Regions from separate parts of the Muntiacus reevesi genome. Here region 1 is linked to region 2. Evidence: chromatin contacts called from public Hi-C data. All regions are on one chromosome and are shown on one strand. The core of a region is the stretch at or near the end of the contact, and the rest is flanking DNA. Distances in the headings are between cores, read along the strand shown. Region 1 holds the start of SESN1 (sestrin 1). Region 2 holds the start of CD164 (CD164 molecule).

What was found. A called contact is a pair of places that touch in the nucleus more often than the background predicts.
Region 1: a contact with region 2 is called in a Hi-C map of muscle, with 5 times the contacts expected there. The contact joins the promoter of SESN1 here to the promoter of CD164 in region 2. A contact is called at or near these places in 2 of 3 Hi-C or Micro-C datasets (blood and muscle).

Annotation. Positions count from the first base shown.
Region 1 is chr19:38,745,409-38,748,157 of mMunRee1.1, forward strand. SESN1 (sestrin 1) reads left to right here and starts at 1,488. Exons shown (of 10, transcript XM_065911818.1): 1 at 1,488-1,898. The coding sequence starts at 1,620. It overlaps CEP57L1 (centrosomal protein 57 like 1), which reads right to left and starts at 482. Exons shown (of 11, transcript XM_065911570.1): 1 at 357-482.
Region 2 is chr19:38,453,973-38,456,826 of mMunRee1.1, forward strand. It overlaps CD164 (CD164 molecule), which reads left to right and starts at 1,529. Exons shown (of 6, transcript XM_065911862.1): 1 at 1,529-1,824. The coding sequence starts at 1,635.

The sequences.
Region 1 (2,749 bases), core at 238-2,737, 290 kb after region 2:
CGTAGATTACTCATAGAAGTCCCTGGACTAAGGCCTACAGTCCTAGATGGCTCGGTTTCTTAAAATCCCAGAGGAAATGGAGGAAGGGAAAAAATCCTGTCAAAGAAAAGTGGCAGCCAAGCCCACAGTGCTCACCAAGCCGACGCTCTCAGTCAATCTTTGTCAGCGCTAACCGCTGCCTCGCAGGCCGCCAAAGGCAATGTCGCAGTGGCTCTTGGGGGCTGTAGTTTCTGTCGCAAACGAAAGGCGCAGGCAGAACCCAAACTACCTTTCCCAGAAGTCAATGCGAGCACGCCCTGCTTCCTTAAATCTGGGGTTTGGCGTAATAGAGACAGCGTTCTTATTTTTAGACTGACCTTAAACTTAGATTCAAGCACTTCCAGGTGTACGTCTGTGCACACTTTCTTTTCCCTGTTTGTGTTGTCTGTGATAGCGTACTTCAACCTCCCCTTACTTTCTTTTTACCCCTTTTTCGGTCTAAAGAAGCCAAACGCCAGGGGATAGAAAACGCTCCGCGGCGCAGATTAAGTGCCTCTTAAGGCGCATGCGCCTTGCTCGCTGTCACGCTTGCGTAGCAACCGGCGGCGGTTGGCGGCCGCGCGCGGACTTGGGGTCTGGAGGTAGCCTGTGGGTGGGCGGGGCTTTTCCCAATGGCTTTGCCTCCGCGGGTCGCGTCTACTAGGGCGGGGAAGAGGGCGCAGGGGCAGGGGCGGCTCCTAGTTTGTGCCGGGCGGAGAAAGGGGAGGGGCTGGGGGGTGAGGACCCGGTCTTCCCTCCCGCTCCCGCCCTCTGGGCCGAGCTCCACAGATGAGGCTGGGCGAAGGGGCGGGCTCTGCGCCGCGGGCCCCGCCGCTCCGCCAGCTTCGCGGCCCAGCCCCGCGCTCGGGGATTGCGGGGCTGCCCTGTGCCCGTCTGGCTTGGAGGGCGGTGGGCGAGGACGCAAGGATTGGAACAGAAGCGGCGTCTGCCCAGGGCACCCGGAACCGACAGGGCCGGAGACGCTTTTCCTCCAACGCTACCGAGACAGCGGCTGCAGAAGGCTGCCGCCCCCCGGGAGTGTCAGGGTCTCTGGCCGTGGCGGCCAGCGAGCCAGGGTTCGGCAAGCCAGCGCCCGGCCGGGAGGGAGGAGCTGCGGAAGGCGGGGACTGGTGCCGGAGGAGGGGCGGGGTGGGAACGCTCCCGAGAACACCGTGGCTGCACTGACAAAAAGCACCGAATGGCTGGAGAGCGTTCAACTGTTACCAGCCTTTTTGGGCAGAGCACGGGTTTGACAGCTCCCCAACGTGAGGATATCCGCTGACCCCGCGGGTCGCAGGAGAACACTTTCCCGACACTGGCTGTGCAGCAAAGCCAGAGCTGTAAGGTTTCAACTTGCCAACTTTTTTCTCCCAGTCTCTGGCCAGAAGACTGCCCCTCCGGGTAGAACGAGAGGGCGAGCTCTGTCTTGTAGCTCGAAGAGACGCTTCTGGTTCCAAATGTCACCCAGACGTGTTTTTTCATGACGATTCTAGTTCTCTGATTTCATTCTTACATTTCTCGTTTTAAAAATATAAAGTGCTTTGGGGGGGGCATGCTGAAAGTTAACTGAAGACGGCAAAGAAAAAAACTCCACCGTAGTCATGGCTGAAGGAGAGAATGAAGTGAGATGGGATGGACTGTGCAGTAGAGATTCAACTACTAGAGAGACAGCTCTGGAAAACATTAGGCAAATCATTGTGAGAAAAACCGAGTGTCTTCGTCTGGTGAAAGAGACACCTTATCGTCCAGCAGACGGCCTTTCAAATGCAGTTTCTTTGGATGGATTGAATAAGCTTCTTGCTCATCTGCTTATGCTTTCTAAGAGGTGTCCCTTTAAAGATGTGAGAGAGAAAAGTGAGTTTATCCTGAAGAGCGTCCAGGTAAGAAAGAGCATTTTAAGTACAACTGTTTATCTAGTACAGTGAAGTTTACTTGCAGATATATTCACTTTTTGATTGCTTCAAGTAAGTTATTATAATTTGAATTACCTTAAATTTAGAACGTAGTTTGGGATTAATATTGGACAAGGTGAACTAAAGTAAAAGTAATTTTCAAGTACAACTAAATAAGTATTGTCTTTCTAGACAGTTTTAGCAAAAATGCATTCTTCCTGGGGAAAATATGTGAAAATTACAGTTAATTACAAGTAAATACTTGCTTTTTTTACATTCATTTTTACATGTTGTTGGAAACTGTAGCCAGTATGTTTTTCATATTGTTACAAACAGTGTTCTATGTGGAAAGTTTCACGTTTAAAAGCTTCTAAAATGATAAAGGATATTAAATGTTTCCTAGCCAACTTGTTGGAGATAACTGGTGAAACAATTTTCTCTTGTTCTTAAAAACAAAACAAAAAACCCCAGAATCTGTTTCCTAAATGCAACCTTTCTTTTCTGAAAGAAAGAATTATATAAATAATAAAAGCCCATGTTGTAAAGGAGCTGACATCTGCAGATTGAAAAATTGGATCCAGGTTGAGTGACTGATAGACTCTTATGGTCAATTACTTAACTAGCTTTCTCTGTGTTTGCTTGTTTGATTCTTTTCTTTCTCACATACATTTCTATTTAAGTTGTAAAAGATTAAAAATGTTATAGTTTTCCTTCTGCTTGTACATATTCAGTTTATGTTTTTTAATTAGAAGGTTTTTTTTTTAAGAATAAGGTTTTTTAGAAATTAAGAGTGGTCAAAATGCTCTTTATGTTTCTCTGTCTAAATTACTCAATTCACA
Region 2 (2,854 bases), core at 279-2,778:
CAAGAGGTAAACACCGAGATGGCAACTTTTTAAACAATGGCCTCCACAGTGAGGTGTGTTCATTTTAGCTTGTAAACAAGACAATCCATCGAGCTATCGGAAGAAAAGAGAATTTATATTTTTAACCTTAAAAATAATAACGGTTGACTAGTGGCCTTCATTTGCTCTAGAGTCAGGTTATGCGCTAAATAAACACCGTGTGAATATCCTGAGAGAAGAGATACCTTTTTTTGCTTGAAGACGGATGAGACCTCACTTACTTGGCTGTTCTCTGATGCTTCTTGCCATTGGTTGGATCAGTCAAAAACTGAGTTTCTTGTTTACATTCAAGCAAATCTCCAACTAGCGTAGTTGATGGAACAAAAGTTCATAGTCGTGAGGGTACTGATTGGATTTTAGGGTTGGGTTAGGAAAGACTTCAAGTTTAGATTAAAAAAAAAAAATGCATATGCAGCTTTTTCGGGGTTTGCATAGCAAAGCAGATCTCACAAAAGCAACTGATGTCCTATTATTTTAAAGGGTTAATGTTTGTAAGAAAATTAGAGGATAAATACAAGTAGTTGAAAATAAGAGTTAAATAGAGCTTTTATGACCGAACCTTAACCACTTGATATAAGCATGGCTGCACTTGTAAATATTTTTGTGAGACTGGACATCAGATGGCGCTCATCCTCACTAATGAGCCGTGATAGGCAGTTTGAAACACAGCCCTGAGGCTAAGCAACTGCGCCTTTCGGTCTTGTCTCTTGAATCTCGGGTGTTTTCACCTGTAAAGTGGGAGTGGGAACAGACCGGATGAACCTCCAACCCATGCTGTCTTTGATTCTTCGACTACAAAGGTGGCACTGACTAGCTGTTTCTACCACTGGCTGAAATCCCCACGATTTCAGGGTGAGAAAGCGTGACAGAAACAGTGTGCGGCACCGGCAGACTGCTTTCGGTGTTTCAGCCGCTCTCACTACGTGGGCGTCGGAACACAAACTCCTTAAACGCGTGGGGTCTCCATCTCCCTGGGGTGGCCAAATACAAGTTTACTTTCAGCGAAATCGACTTTCAATGGGTAATGCACGGGTCCTACGAAGGATACCTATGCAAGCACGCTGGGAACGCCGGAGGACAGTAAGAACTTAACTCTTGCCGGGGTTCTAAGCGAAACGCTCGGAAACAACTTCCGCCCAGCGCGAATCCGTCCAGGAAGGCGCCGCCCCAGAGGTCACATGGGGCCTAGCTAGTCTTTCGCGAGGATGCCGTCGCCACGTCATGTAGGTTGTTCCATCTGAGTCTAGGTGGGATCCTTTTCTATTGCAGCAACGGGAAAAGCCCGGCCGCGCCCTGTGTGGCAATTTGAGAGCAAAGTAAAAAGTTTCCTGTATCTGGTCAGTTTCTTCGGTTGGCCAATACAGTCTGCTGAGAGAAAAACCTTTCCTCGGTTTTCTCTCGGTTCCTCTATCCCCCCCTCCCAGAGGATTCCACTTGGTATCGCCGGCGCCCCGCCTGCGCACGCCGCCCTCATGTGACGCCGGCGCGGTCCCGCTGGGGGAGCGGAGTCTTGGAGGCGGCGCTGCAGTGGACAGACCGACGGAGGCAGCCTAGGGTGTCCCAGTTTTCGCTCTATCGCCAGCGCGGAGGACGCGATGTCTGGGCTCTCTCGCCCGCTGCTTTTGGCCGTTGGTTGCCTGGCCACGCTCTGCGTAATTACCGCGGCTGGGAACACCACCCTGGCCCCGAACGTGACTACACCCTCGTCTCCACCGCCCACCACCACGACAGTCCCGGTGTCACCGACGACTCTCACGCCGCCGCTGGTCACCACTCCAGCACCAGGTGGGCGCCGGCCCAACGGGCTTTCTGCGCTCGCCCGCCCGCCAGTCGGGCCGAGCCGCCCTCTCTGTGTGTGGTGCGCGCGGGCCGGGGCGGGCCGCGGTCCGGCAACATGGCGGCCCGTCCGAGTCCGGCTGGGACCGGGCCGAGGTGGCCGCGGAGGCGGAGTGCCCTGGGTGGAAGGGTTGGTGGAGCCTCGGGGGCGTAGGGTTGTTTGCGACTCCACAGTGTTCCGCGCTGAGGTGTTGTTTAAAAGCGCCTCGTAATCCCCAGTCTCACTCCGAAAAGAGGACGTGGCTTCCTTCTGTGGTGGCGGCAGTGAGGTTGATTGTGGGGCGGCGAGGCGACCGCCTCCAAAGTTGGCGATGAGACCCAACTCCCTCTCCCCGAGGTTAGTCGTTTGTGTCCACTCGGGCAACACAGGTCGTCTTTTCGAAGGGAGGTTTCTCCCGAAGTTGGCGAAAGAAGGAAAGAGACGCTGGGAAACAAAAATACTCGCTGGTGTCTCAGTCCTGGGTCTGAAAAACTCAGTCGCTTGAGACTTAATCACATGGATTTTGCAGGGTATATCCGAAGTTTGAGCATTTAATTAATTAAAACCTTATACTCGGTGCTGTGCGCAAAGGAGGAAAAGTACCCGTTTGTGTACCCGGTGTTTCGCGTGTATCTCTTAGTATTTTAGGCTACACTGGAAGATAGGTGGTGAAACCTAGGAGCTGGATGGAGGTAAAGTAATTCACTAGAACCGTGTGTTTAGAGATTGTGAAGCTCACATTGGAACCCAGGTCTATCGATTTTTCAGAACCCGATCGGGACCTTCTGTTAAGCTCTGACTCCATTTGGGGACTGGTTGAAACGTACGCTGAGTCTTGCAGCAGAAAAGTCAGTGTCGTGACAACACGCGCAACAGAGGGGGAGATAAATTTGAGTTAATAAAGTGAAGACCCTCCCTAGATATTTAAAACTTGGAGTCCAGTTTGATTGATTATCCTAGTTAATACTGGGTAAGGTGTAACGTTGACCTAAGAATTGC